Linked DNA regions of Zea mays: region 1 is linked to region 2. Evidence: chromatin contacts called from public Hi-C data. All regions are on one chromosome and are shown on one strand. Each heading gives the region's core, a stretch centred on a gene start, on an enhancer-like site or on the middle of the called end of the contact. The rest is flanking DNA. Distances are from core to core; before and after follow the strand shown.

Region 1 (7,328 bases), core at 4,258-6,757, 340 kb after region 2:
TGGAGCGACCGGACTTTTCGGTGTCAGAGTTGCGATCTGTTCATTTTGGTGGTCTTGTGTGAGTATTAGTAACATTTTAAAATCATGAGATCATTGGTTTGCTAATACGGTTTTGGTTGGAGCGCTTTATTTATCTCAATTGAAGTGAAGTGTTCAATTTCAGTTTTTAGCAGCAAAATTTGCCTCACCATTCCTTGAGAAGAGTGGTTATCCAAAATAATGCCACAAGGGAAAAGAGTGCATATATATACTTGGAGTATCAGTTGTATGTATATATGTTGGACACTACTAGGTATGGAAAGCAAGAAAACAAAGCTTGTTTTGAAAAGAAATTAACCGATACACTATCCGTCGGAGGTGATCTAGCTTTTATGTGCTTTGATAACTTTTTTGGGCAGGACTTAGCAATGAGGAGTTGCAGGGGCGCCAATTAAACATACCTTTTGTTGAAGAGGAATTTTGAGATGCTGTCGATCATAAATTGTTGGTCCGACAATGAATCACTCGCGGCTATTATTTCTCTGTGGAGCGACAATTAATTGGTATTAGGATTAATCAACAACGTATAGATAGAATAGAGATGCATATGTTGTACGTACGTAGTACCTTTGTTGAGCCGTTACTTGGGCATAAAAAGTTGTCAGGATCTGCGACGCGTCCATGCGTGGGGAGATGGACATGAAGGCCTGGCATTCGAATTGCTTTCCTATTGCTTGGTACACTTGGTTGGCTAGAGTCGTCTTACCCATTCCTGCAAATCCGAAGATGCATAACAGCTCATGCTCTTGAAGCAATTCCTTGACCTCAGTTTCCTTGTCGTCGATCTCCAACAACTCGGAGGCATCCTTGCGAGAGTAGTACCGGGACGGAGGACCAAGTTGGGGCGCCTTGATACGGCAATCAGCAGCCATCCTCCATTCCTCTTGGTACCGGTCCACCAGCCCCTTGATACGTAGCTTGATTCTCCTAAAAGGTGCCGTCGTCGTCGTCCTGTCGCCGCCATGCTCCAAATCGAGCATAAAGCGATCGATGTCGTCCTCAATGTGGTAGGACAGCTCTCGTGCCTCCGCCATCCAGCTCTGGCATGCCGCATTCTCGTCAATGCCGCCGCCCTCACTACTCTCCCACATCCTTGTGAGGAAGGAGTGCAGGGACTCGAGCTCTGATATGATGAACTCTATGTCGCCAAGATATCGCCCGCCGTCGTCGTCCGCCGCGTTCTTGCGCAGCTTTGCTAGGACGGGGCCCAGGGCACCAGTGGCTACGGTCGCAGTTGACCCTCCCCCCTCGGCCATCATCAGCATTCCACCACCACCTGCGGCGTCCACGACCTTCAAGTTCTCATCATCTCCAATTAACATCATGAGACCACCACCCTCAGCAAGCACCGTGTTGCTTACATCAAGCGTCTCCAGTAGCTGCAGCTCTCTGATCTGGCTAGTGTGCAGCTCTCTGAGGCTGGAGTTCCTTGCGTACAGAGCCTTCAAGCGCCTCAGCTGCCCTATTTCCGCCGGAAGCTTCTGGACCATCGTGTCGCTCACGTCAAGAATCTCCAATTGCTGCAGCGCCCCAATCTCACCTGGTACACACAGGATTCCTGTGCTGCTTACATCCAGAGTCCTTAGAAGCTGCAGCCTCCCAATTTGCTTTGGGAGCATGGTGATCGGTGACCCACTGAGACTGAGGCATCTCAGCCACACCAGCCCGCATATATCCACCAGATCAGCGTTCCTGGAGCTGCAGTGAAGGTGCAGCACCCGCAGCCGTTCAAACTCGTTGAAAGGGACCCTCCATGAGCGGTCGAAAACATACAGGGAGCGAGTATTATTATTCGAGACGACGTCGACGTGTGGCAGTGTTGAAGTACCCCCCGCCGGCCCGTTCTTCTGGGCAGAGATGATAGATAGCCGATGATGCACCCGTCGTCCGGCGCCATTCCGACGACGACCGCAACCCAAATAGTAAAATGTTTCTTGTGATCTACACCTAAGGAAATAAAGCATCATGGCGTCGATCTGAAACTTTGGAGACGGCACAAGAGCAGAAGAGCACCGCCGAATCAACCCCATTTTGAAAAGCTGGTCAACGTAGCTTCGAGCTTCCTCCTCCTCATAGACAAACCCTTCAGCGATCCACATCCTGGCAAGGCCATCTCTGTCCAAGATGTGCTGGGGAGGATACATGCTGCAATGCAGCAGGCAAGTCTTCAGATGCAGCGGAAGGCCATGGTACCCGAGGCTCAAGCTCTCTACCAATGGCCTCAAGCAAGGAATATTTGTCAATCTTTCAACTGCCTCCTCTGGTGTCAGCTGCGCGCGCGCGACTGCCAACGACATACAAATTACTGCCAACGGCATGCCACCGGACATTTTTGCTATAGAAGCAGACCAAGAGTTATGCAGTTCCGATGTTGCACGCACGCTGCCATCCTCAAATATCCTCCTCGACAAAGCTGCGGCGGCATCCATAGAAAGGCCAGCCATTTCGTAGAGACACGCATCACTCTCCATCATAAATTTCATGGCTACTGCTTCAACACGAGTGCAAGTTATTATCCTACTTCCCAGATTATTCTTCGGAAGGGATTTCCTTATGATTTCCCATTGCTCCCAGTGCCACACATCATCTACTACGACGAGGTACCTGAAATATATATAAGAAGAATGGATCAGAGTTATACATACATACATACATACATACATTGTAGATAGACATACTATTTATATGTACTAATATGGCTATATTATCAAAATATATTAAAAATAGGGGCTCTTTTGTAGTTTTCACATATATCTCACCTTAAAGCTATCTCTAGCAGATACTACTGGACTTGCCTTCTTTGCCTAGTGTCCCACACACTCGGCAAAACCTTTGACAAGTGTTACAATCGGAAAAAAAAACACTCGACAAAAAACATTTTTTCTAGTGTTGGAAAAAGGCACTTGACAAAAAAGCTCTTTGCCGAGTGTCGAAAAGAATACACTCGGCAAAGAAACGTTTTCATTTAGTGACCACACACCTCAACCCGATCCATGAGGCAGCACGGAGATTTTGCCCCCGGCCTCCGAGGGTCGGAAAGGGTTTCCTTGTCTCTATTCTCGCTAAGCCACCGCCTCCCCGTCTCCCTGTCGAATCCATCGCCTCCCACCGCCTCCTCCCTTTCACTCGCGCACCCACCGTCGCTCGGCCCCTCCTCTTCCTTGCGTAGAGCACCACAGCCCCTACTCTTCCTCGCGCCCGGCGGCTTCCTCAGCTCATGAACGGTGGCTTCCTCCTCTTCGCACCAAGCATCGAAGTTCCCTCCTCTTCCTTGCGGACGACAGCCTCTTCAGCTCACGCGCGGCAACCTCATCTTCCTCACGCAGAGCACCAAAGCCCCTCCTCTTCCTCACGCACTGCTTCTTATGAGTATTTTTTTTCATTCTTGGTAAGATTCATTAGATTTTCCTCTCTCTCTCCCCTCTCGTGGTTTTTGAGTGAGAGCTGATCGATCTGTTCTTGGGCCTTGTTCGCTTGTTATTACATTGCCAGACGACATATAAAAAAGTTGATTCTTGGCAAGATTCAACCTAAATGTGCATACACCTTAAAAAAGATACTTCCTTGGGATTTTTTATATGACGCCAATCAACACAAAATTACATTGCCGGACGACATATAAAAAAGAATGGAGATAGTAGGTAGTAAGCTACATTATTGCATTATTTCTGAGACAGGATTTGAACAATAGAATACAATTTTCTCGGAAAGAAGGGAGTGCTATTATATTGGAAATTTTGTTATTAAACATTTTTGGACAACGTTTGTGCTGGCTCTTTGGAACACCCTGATCGGTAGACATGGCGCAAGATTGTATGGTTTTATTTTAATGAATTATAATGGTAACAATTTTGCACAAGTGTTTAATTTCAAAAACTTTGAGATATGAACCAAAATTAGTTGTAGGTATTATGCATATACGGTACTACTAGGTCACATTTTAATACAAAATTTCTCTAGTTTAATTTCATTGAAAAAAAACGTACAACGGTGTATATACATGCAGTTAGGTCCTGTGAGGAGGCGTGCAATGTCACGGTATTTTGAAAACTGGCTTACGATCGAACACTATATCCACAGGTGGTCAATGCAATTCAGAGGAATCAAATCTCGGGTTACCGTGCCAAAACAGCTCAGGGCCCCATGTGCCAAATTTGTTTGCATAATATCTTAACAGTACTCTCTCTCTCTCTCTTTCTCTCTCATTTCTCTCCTCCCCATACAAATATTGTATGCCTCGAAGATTGATACTCCCTTGTTTATGCTGGGATCAGGGATTGGCTATAGGACTAGAGGTGATCCAAGCTTAATTCAAGTTCAAAACTTTTGCACCTTTGGTATTACAACAAATTAGTTCCACTAAAGAAGAGTGAGAAGTTCCCACGAATATTTGTGGTCTGCTAGTTTATTTTTAAACTAAAAAAACAACAAATAAAAAGAACAGACACGTAACTCACAAGTGTACCATGCATGAATAATTGATTGCGAAGCAAGAACATATGTTGGCGCGTACCTTTTGTTCACGAGTAAGTTTGATATGCTCTCGATGAGATACTGTTCCTTGGCTATATCCGTGTCCGCATGTCGTGCGACCTCAGATACAATTCTGAGAGTGTTAGGTGGAATATATAGAAAGAAAGAAACAAAGATCCATTACTGTTCCTTGGCTATATGGATGGATGTTCAGGCGGCATAGAGTATTACCTTTTGTCGTCAGCCGTTTCGTCTGACGACGTTTCATTGCTACCACCATACAGCAAATGGTGGCGGCGGCTTAGTTGACTTAGAATGGTTTTCAGCATCTGCACCATGGTTGCGCTAGGGGAGACCGACACGAACGCACGGCATTTGAGTCCGTCGTCTCCTATCGACATCGCCTGGTACGCCAAGTCAGCAAGAGTTGTCTTGCCCATCCCTGCAGAACCATGGATGCACACCACCTCGTGCTCTTGGAGCAACTTGGTAACCTCAGCCTTCTTCTCCTCCATCGTCCCCACAAGCTCGGACGCATCCTTGTGAAAGAAGCGAGATCGATGGTCAACTAGCAGGGCTGTCGCCGAAGACAGCTCGCCAATGGCCCTGCAGCACTCCTTATAGCCGCTCTGGCTATCCAGCATCAGGCCCTTGACCTTTGCCTTGATCCTCTCGAGGAGGCTCTTGGTAGCTGATGATGAACCACCACCATGATGCTCCAAGCCGAGCTCGAAGCCGTCGATGTCGTCCTGGATGTCGTAGGACACCTTCCGTGCCTCCGCCATCCAATCTTCGCATGCTGCCTCAAGATCCTGCCTCTCCCATATCCTGAGGAGGAGCGACTGCACGCGCTCCAGCTGGGACATGATGGAATCCTCCACGTCGTCCCCATCCTGATCAGGGGTCAGCAAGGCCGTGAGCTTCGCCAGGACGGGCCCAAAGGCACCCGTGGCTTCGGTCACCACAGCTCCGGCGGCGGCCTTCATACCGTTCATTCTCACTAGCTAGCTCTGATGTAGCTGGGTGGGTGTTGTGGTGTTGGTGATAGTAGCAGTAGTAGTAGGTCTTTTCTATATATTGCCTACTGGCTGGACCCACAGGTACTAGGTATTGTGGTGGTGGTAATAGTAGCAGCGTCTTGTTTGGTTAATAATCCCGTCCCCTGCCTATTGAGTATTGGAAGAAGAAATTGAAAAGGATTTTAACTTGCAAATGATTTAACGGCTTCAACTGCGCTTCAAACTGACCGATGCCATATATAAATATAACGTATGGTTAATAATAAATCACTCTCAATATCTTTGATTCCACTAATATCTAGAGCCTAGTGTTTTGGGCTCTGGACAACTCTCGCAGATTCACTGCGAAATCCCTTTACAGATTTAGGACCGATGGTGGTGTCAAAACCCCCATGTATAAAAATTTGGAATTGCAAGGTGCTTTTGAAGATCAAGGTTTTTCTTTGGCAAATTTACAATGAGAAAATCCAAGCGGCCGTAGTGCTAGAAAAAAAAGGTAGAAGGATAGAACGTTGTGTTCTCTGTATGGGGACAAAGAGACAGTTGATCACATCTTTATTCACTGTGTCCTTCCGAAATATGTTTGGGGAAGAATGAAAAATATTGATGGTTGGGACCGTGTCCCCAGGTCTATAGCTAGTCTGTTTAGCAATTGGGGAGTGGGATCCTGCCATGCTGCTTGTTCTTTCCATCTCTTTATTGTTGCCGGGCTGGTTTGGTCCCTTTGGTGTAACAGAAATAAGATGGCGATTATGAAAGAATTCCCTAACAATACGACAGCGATCATATATGAGACCATGTCTTTCTTGCAGAGCTGGAGCGTGCTACTCAAGACAAGGGAACAGGCGATGTTGGAAGATATACTGGGGAACATCATTCGGTTGAGGAAAATTGCAGTGACATTGGAGTGATCTGAAGTGGAAGATGTCCCTTCTTTTTATCCCAGGCGTGGAGTTGGTGCTGCTGATATGGATGTCATATGAGGGTTCTTTTTTGTTGTGCTTAGCTTGTTTCTAGCTCTGTTAGGTTGTTTAATCGAGTGAAGCTTTCTGGTTGATGATATTTGAACTTTGTCAGGTTGATGCTATCAACGTGGAGCTTTGGTGAGTTAGTCTTTAGTTTAGTGGAGGGACCGTTTTTTTTTGTGGTCATGGGGCGTCAGTGTGGAGCTTCCCTGGTTAACTGGTATTCCCAGTTCAACGTTGTGGGGTGTGCTCTATGTAGCTACCTCTGTTATTGCTTTCTTAAAAGCTGAGTAAAACCTCCTTCAAAAAAATATCTAGAGCCTAGTACTCATAGAGGCGGGATTGGTTGCTAAGCCTACCTACATAGGATTTACTACCCGTAAATTACAACGGTATATAAAATATTCGATAAAATTTTAGTGCACAATGATTATATCGAAGGACCGGTAAGGCGATCAGAGTGAGAGTGAACGGGAGTCAATCCAATTTTGCTACTAAATACTGAAAATGAGCATTTCAATTGAGATGAATTAAGCGCTCAATCCGTTCTGTGGCCAGACTGCTGAAGGGCGTGTTCCTGGAAATGATATGCTGCCGCCAGTCCTCACAGGAAGTCGTGGCATTTCTGGTGGACGATGAGAGGTGACAAACCAACCAGCAAGTGCTGATGGTGATGGCCAGAACCTAGAGCAACGTAATTCCTCGAATACTAGCAACGCTAAGCACGAGGGTCCTATGATTCACTACCGGAATCAATCGCTTCGCCGAGTGCCTGAAGCACTCGGCGAAGCCTTAAAAACACTCGGCAAAGGCTTTGCCGAGTGTAACACTC
Region 2 (6,384 bases), core at 1,716-4,215:
GGAAAGCTAGTGTGAGTTAATCCGTTCCGGAAAGGGGCAAGCGGGGTGGACTTGTGCAGGTGTAGGGAGGTCCTCGGGTCGGACTATCTTTTTAGCTTTCCAAACGAGGGATTCCTACTTCGCCTTTAGCCTGAAATTCGTAGCGGGTTCTCTCCTCTAGTGAAACTTTATAAAGGCCTCGCAGTGGATCCCTAGCCATTCACCTTGGAAGTGTCTTAGGGTCTACCTAACCCTAGCTAAATGAGAAACACGTCTTGTAGGTAAAGATGTGCAACCTCTTCAGAGTGTAAAACTAGTATATCAGCCTGCTCACGGTCATGAGCGGCTCAGACCTTCACATGATTAACTTATGGAATTAAACTTAATCTATCATTTGCATTGCATTATGGGATTATTATTAATTGTGATATCTTATTTAATAGGGTTGGTATCTATTTATACTTAGTAACTGCTAATAAAACTTTGACCAACTTTAAAAACAATGCTCAGCTTTAACCATCTTCTTTGGTAAGCCTTACACTTCACATGAGCCCCCACCGTAAGTGAGCTCATGGACATTATTCTCCACAACTTATTGAGCGATGAACGTATGTGAGCTCACCCTTGTTGTACTCACATCCCCCAGGTCAAGGATAAGTACCGCAAGATGAGGAGCATGAAGGAGGTCGCGATGAGTTCGTGAGAGGTCTAGGTTGTCGTCTACGAGTCAACTATGGTTGCGGAGGATCGTTGTCTTTGTATGATGTAATTATTTAGCAATTTTGTACAGAACTCTAATTATATAGTAAAGATGTGACATTTGTTTCTATATCATGAGTCATCATATGTGTGAGACTTGATCCTAGCACACATTTGAGACGTACCTGGATTTGCCCTTAAATCCGGGTGTGACAATGCACCTTGTTGCTATGAGTACACTATTAATTATATTAAGCCTTGGGCCAGGATATCACCATCCACCGGGGCTAGGATATCACAATTTCAATCGAAGCAAAAACTGTTTTTCTAGTTATTCCTTCATGACAGGCTCAACACGATGGATGTGCTCAAAAGACGGAACATGGAGTTGGAATCGTACACATGCGAAAATTGCATTCTACAAAGGCTTGAAACTTGGTCTCACTTGTTCCTGAGATATGATGCAACTTTGCACGGAGATGTTGGCAGATCGATGGAATTACTCCCCAAGTTTGAATAACCCACATCTGGTAGTAACCAAAATTACTGTAGAGCTACGAATGCCGTGGTCTACGGAGATTGTTATAACCATGATGTGGTGCATTTGGAAGTGCCGAAATGGGTGGATCTTCAATGAAATCCCTCGACGATCATGTGGTGCATGGGCATGTTCGTTGATGACATGATCCTTAATTCCTATAGGATGAAAAAGTAGCTAGCCGACTCTGTTAAAGCTTGCGTGTGTTGTCCTTGTCCATGGGCAGCACAAATAACGTGGTGGTCGTCGGCACACGGCACGCGTAGTATGATACTAGTATTAGCTAGTAATAAAGAAATGCATGGAATAAACCAATGAATAGAAGGAAAACAAAGTAGTATGTAGTACCTCTTCCCTTTGAGGTGCTCCATTACAGCTTTGCTGGTGTCATTTTTCTTAGAGCTTCCAGCAGTGCCTCCTCCATGCGTGTGGCCTGTGCGGTGGTTCAAAGCTCGGTTCAATAATTTGCAAGCAATGGATGCTGATGCTGTCCTGTTGGTCTTGGTCTTCTCAGAGATGGTTGCAGCAGTGCCGCCGTCTTGATGCATGTAATCTGGGTTGATTTGCTTGAGGATCTCACGGAGGACGGCTTCTATGTCGTAGTTCTGGGACACAGTGACCCACGCCCGGCAGTCAAAATCCTTCATGACTTTCTTGTACAGTGCCATGGCAACGGTGGTCTTCCCCACGCCCCCAAATCCTACAATGGACGCGACAGCTCGCTGGCCGCCTGCGCCCTGCTCGTCGTGCTTCACCCACCTCTCAAGATCCGCCATGACGTGCCCCATCCCTACGGGTTCCTTAATGGTGAGATCTCGCCTTGCGAGCTGGTCCTCAGCAATGTTCTCCGGGGGGGCGTCAGCAGGCATGCTTCCGCTGCTGTCCGGTTCCTTCACTCCATATCTTACGCGTCGTTCGGCAATCAGTTGCGCCCGGACCTTGAGCTCAGCAATGTTGCAAGCGATCTCACGGCGAGGCCAGCACGTCGTGAGGTCATAGATCAGTGTAGCCATCCACCTGGGCCAGCATTTGGTGTTCAGCAAGTTGGATGAATCCTTGGGGAGGCGGTGGGCGAAGTCATCTATGCAGTCCTCGCAGTCGTAGGCCATCTCACGGATCTGCTTCATCCAGTCCTTCCTCCGGTTGTCTTGGTTGTCCCGAGCAAGGTCGAGAAGGAAAGCCTTCATGCTGGCGAGCTCGTCGTTGATGTACTGGATGTCACCGCGGACGCCCCTGAGCATAGCATACTCCTGGGCGAGAAGGTTGCCCAGCTTGCCCAGGAGAGTGTTCATGGTGGATTCCGAAGCACCTACCACCAGCTCCATCTAGCTATAGCTAGCTACCAGCAGCAGATCGACCTACAGCCAATAAGAGAAATAAATCCACAAATTAAATATATACTAACATGAATGATTTTCATTTCCTAAAGACAACAGAGAGTGTGCACAACTTGATACTTCTTGTGAACATCAGTACAAAATAAATAAATAAATAAAACTATCAAACCGACGAATGACGATGCTCGATCAGGTTTTTAAGTTTGTACCTTGGAGTCACTTTTCACGGGCCGGCAAGCGCATAGACGATTTAATTTGCTCCCCAAGATGCATGAACTGCCTTGGCCACCAATCCAAATATGCACCTGAGGTTTGAAGAAAAGCACAAAAGGGAGGGGGCGAAGATAGTGTAGTGCCCTTGGGCGGAGCGAGAGCAGGCAGGAGGTGCAGTGGGACTTAGTTTTCTATATCAGCTTGGTATGCGGGCGGCGACACAAGCACTGCGGTACGGCAAGATTTCTCTTATCTGTCTCACATGGTGACAATGTTCTATTATTTTCGTGCTAAAGTTGCTACTAGGTTTGCAAAAAATAAATAAATATATATAGCTTTGACTGTTTGACACAGTCACAAGCAACACTTACAGACCCAAAAGATGCCGAAATACTCACCTCATGACCAACTCATTAGCTCCAGTCATTATTTATATAGACAGGCCGGGCAGTCTTTTTTTTCTGCTGTGCACGTCGTGGAGAAGAAGGGCGAAAATACAGATAGATAATAGGTTATTATCCTAGTTATTTTTACTTGAATCCGGGTCGGATATATATCTCTACTACTCTATATGTCTCTATCGTGGGCGTCCACAGGCTTCACCATGCCACCGCCAGAGACCACGCCTTCGCTCGCGATGCCCTTGCCCTGCTCGCGTCCGCCGCCACGGCCGCCGCGTCATCCCCGCCTTCCCCCCGCCCATCCCCTCCGGTCATCCCGCCTCCCCCACGCCGCACACACCCCGCCTAGGTCATACGCGCCACACTCGTCCAAGATCCGCTGCAACAGACGATGTCTCCCCCGCGATACCACGCCCCCGCCTCGGCGCACCCCCTCGCCCCCGTCTTCGGAGAGGTCGTGACCCTGCCTCCATCCTCAGCGCCGCCACCTCGCCCCCATCCTCGGAGTCGGCGTCTCCCCCCACCCCGTCCTCGGAGCAGCATACACCATCTCGTGTCCTCGCTCGATGGCAACGAGGAGGAGGACGGATCCGCGAGCACCCCCGAGATCTGCTGCTTCCACTCCCACGCAGCTCTTGCTCGCGAGATTTGTGTGCGGGTTGATGGCCTCCTCGGTGATATCTCGCCATCCGCGCTCTGCTCCGTCGGCGGCGTGCCCCCGCTTGCCCTCGCGTGCGCGCTCTCTCCCCTCATGCGCATGGAACTAGGCCATGCCCCCACGGCCCCGCCAGGCCCCCCGCTCGCGCGCGCATGGAACCAGGCCATGCCACCGCCTACCCCTGCTCGCGCGCATGGAACCACCCATCCCCTGTCGTCGACGCCCACACAGCGCATCAGCAAACCTCTTCGCCACGAAGCATGGGACGTGGCCAGCGCCGCACTCGCGCTCGAACTCGGCGACAAAGTCAGTCGCCTCGGCAGCTGACGGTGGCAGCTCTAGCATGCGGTTGGCGCTGTCAGCCTGCCCTGCGAGGTCGAGGAGGGAGAGGGAGCGGGACATCATGCCCCTGGCAACCCAGGCACCAAGGCGGAAGGTGCCGGCGAGGAGGTCCTTCTCCCTCACTTTTTTATTTTTTGCATTAGATTAGACCCTTTTCTTAGGAAGTTGTATCTGCTAGAACAACTATAAATTGACATGTTGTCAAAGTCTTTGCTTCCCGTGAAAATGCATACTCTCAAGGTCTGTGTCGACACCGTGACCCGTTCAGATTCTACGTACTCCAACATCAGTCATTTGGCCCTCCTGTGATTTGGAGCTCAGTGTCCTATTAATATCACGTGCAGAGACCTTCCCTTATGGAGTCTGATAGTTGCAGATCTCGAATCTCAGACAGGCATTGCCCAACGCAGGTGTACCAACTCCTCTACTTCACTGAACCTGTTCATCTGTAAGCCTTCCACTTGCTTTGTGAGGTCCTCATTTGTATGCCTCAAAACAGTGGCGGACTGAATTATTCTTTCTTTTGTTTATGTGATGGTGTCACTTCATCGGTTATGTATGAATTGGTAATACACAATGGTGCTTTTATAAAAAAATGCATGTATACTTGTTCTAACTGTGCCAAGGATCTGAATGTGTGTCCCATATGCCAGAGGGCGATCTCCACATGACTGAAGCTCTAAAGAAACACCATCAGTTGAAGGGGGTGGCAGGAAGATTGTAAAACTACTTTGTCTGGTGGGTTACTTTTAGTATCTGAATGTGGGGATTTTGAAATGGGAATTTAGGTGCTATGGGATCAGGTTCCCGTTTCCCATCTTATGGTTAAGGAAACGACCGAATCTATACATGTGAGCATTAGGTGTTTGTTACACGAGTCTAAACTTCTACTGAAAGAGTTTGAGGATTTGTAGTCTTCAGTACCCTTGGAATGTTAAATCCATTAACCTATGATGAAAAAGGTAGGCCTTGGAGAGTGAATTCGGTTCTTATTTGAAACGTTCATGTTGTGTCAATACACTAATAATTTTGAATGTCAGGTTGTACTTTTTATGAAGATCCAAAATTTGTCGGACCAAAGCTTCAGCTTGCAATAGCTGGTAAGCTCTAATCATATTTCATGGTCAACATAGTTGATTCATTAACTCATTAAGTGCTAAAGAACTGACTGAATTTAGTAAAATTGTAGACCTGCATATTGTACATCTTCATGAGCGCGTTGATAAATAGTATGCAAGATCTACCTTGAGTACTCGTAGGAACTCCAAATCACAGGAGGGCCAAATGACTGATGTTGGAGTACGTAGGATCTGAACGGGTCACGATGTCGACATAGACCTTGAGAGTATGCATTTTCACGGGAAGCAAAGACTTTGACAACATGTCAATTTATAGTTGTTCTAGCAGATACAACTTCCTAAGCAAAGGGTCTAATCTAATGCAAAAAATAAAAAAGTGAGGGAGAAGGACCTCCTCGTCGGCACCTTCCGCCTTGGTGCCTGGGTTGCCAGGGGCATGATGTCCCGCTCCCTCTCCCTCCTCGACCTCGCAGGGCAGGCTGACAGCGCCAACCGCATGCTAGAGCTGCCACCGTCAGCTGTCGAGGCGATTGACTTCGTCGCCGAGTTCGAGTGCGAGTGCGGCGCTGGCCACGTCCCGTGCTTCGTGGCCAAGAGGTTTGCTGATGCGCTGTGTGGGCGTGGACGACAGGGGATGGGTGGTTCCATGCGCACGGGGGGGGGGGAGGGGAGCACGAGCAGGGGTAGGCGGTGGCATGGCCTGGTTCCATGCGCGCGTGAGCGGGGGGCCTGGCGGGGCCGTGGGGGCATGGCCTAGTTCCATGCGCGCGAGGGGAGAGAGCGCGCATGCGATGGCAAGCGGGGGCACGCCGCCGACGGAGCAGAGCGCGGATGGCGAGATATCACCGAGGAGGCCATCAACCCGCACACAAATCTCGTGAGCAAGAGCTGCATGGGATTGGAAGCAGCAGATCTCGGGGGTGCTCGCGGATCCGTCCTCCTCCTCGTTGCCATCGAGTGAGGACACGATGGTGTATGCTGCTCCGAGGACGGGGTGGGGGGAGACGCCGACTCCGAGGATGGGGGCGAGGTGGCGGCGCTGAGGATGGAGGCAGGGTCACGACCTCTCCGAAGACGGGGGCGAGGGGGTGCGCCGAGGCGGGGGCGTGGTATCGCGGGGGAGACATCGTCTGTTGCA

What was found. A called contact is a pair of places that touch in the nucleus more often than the background predicts.
Region 1: a Hi-C map of leaf shows a contact between it and region 2, with 2.8 times the contacts expected there. The contact joins the promoter of LOC109942872 here to the promoter of LOC103642662 in region 2. A contact is called at or near these places in 3 of 25 Hi-C or Micro-C datasets (ear, leaf and root tip).

What each region holds. Positions count from the first base shown.
Region 1 is chr10:99,808,139-99,815,466 of Zm-B73-REFERENCE-NAM-5.0, forward strand. It overlaps LOC109942872 (disease resistance protein Pik-1), which reads right to left and starts at 5,508. Exons shown (of 4, transcript XM_035963451.1): 1 at 4,553-5,508; 2 at 607-2,643; 3 at 441-521. The coding sequence starts at 2,522.
Region 2 is chr10:99,468,803-99,475,186 of Zm-B73-REFERENCE-NAM-5.0, forward strand. It overlaps LOC103642662 (disease resistance protein Pik-2-like), which reads right to left and starts at 2,966. Exons shown (of 4, transcript XM_035963450.1): 1 at 2,763-2,966; 2 at 1,565-2,574. The coding sequence starts at 2,541.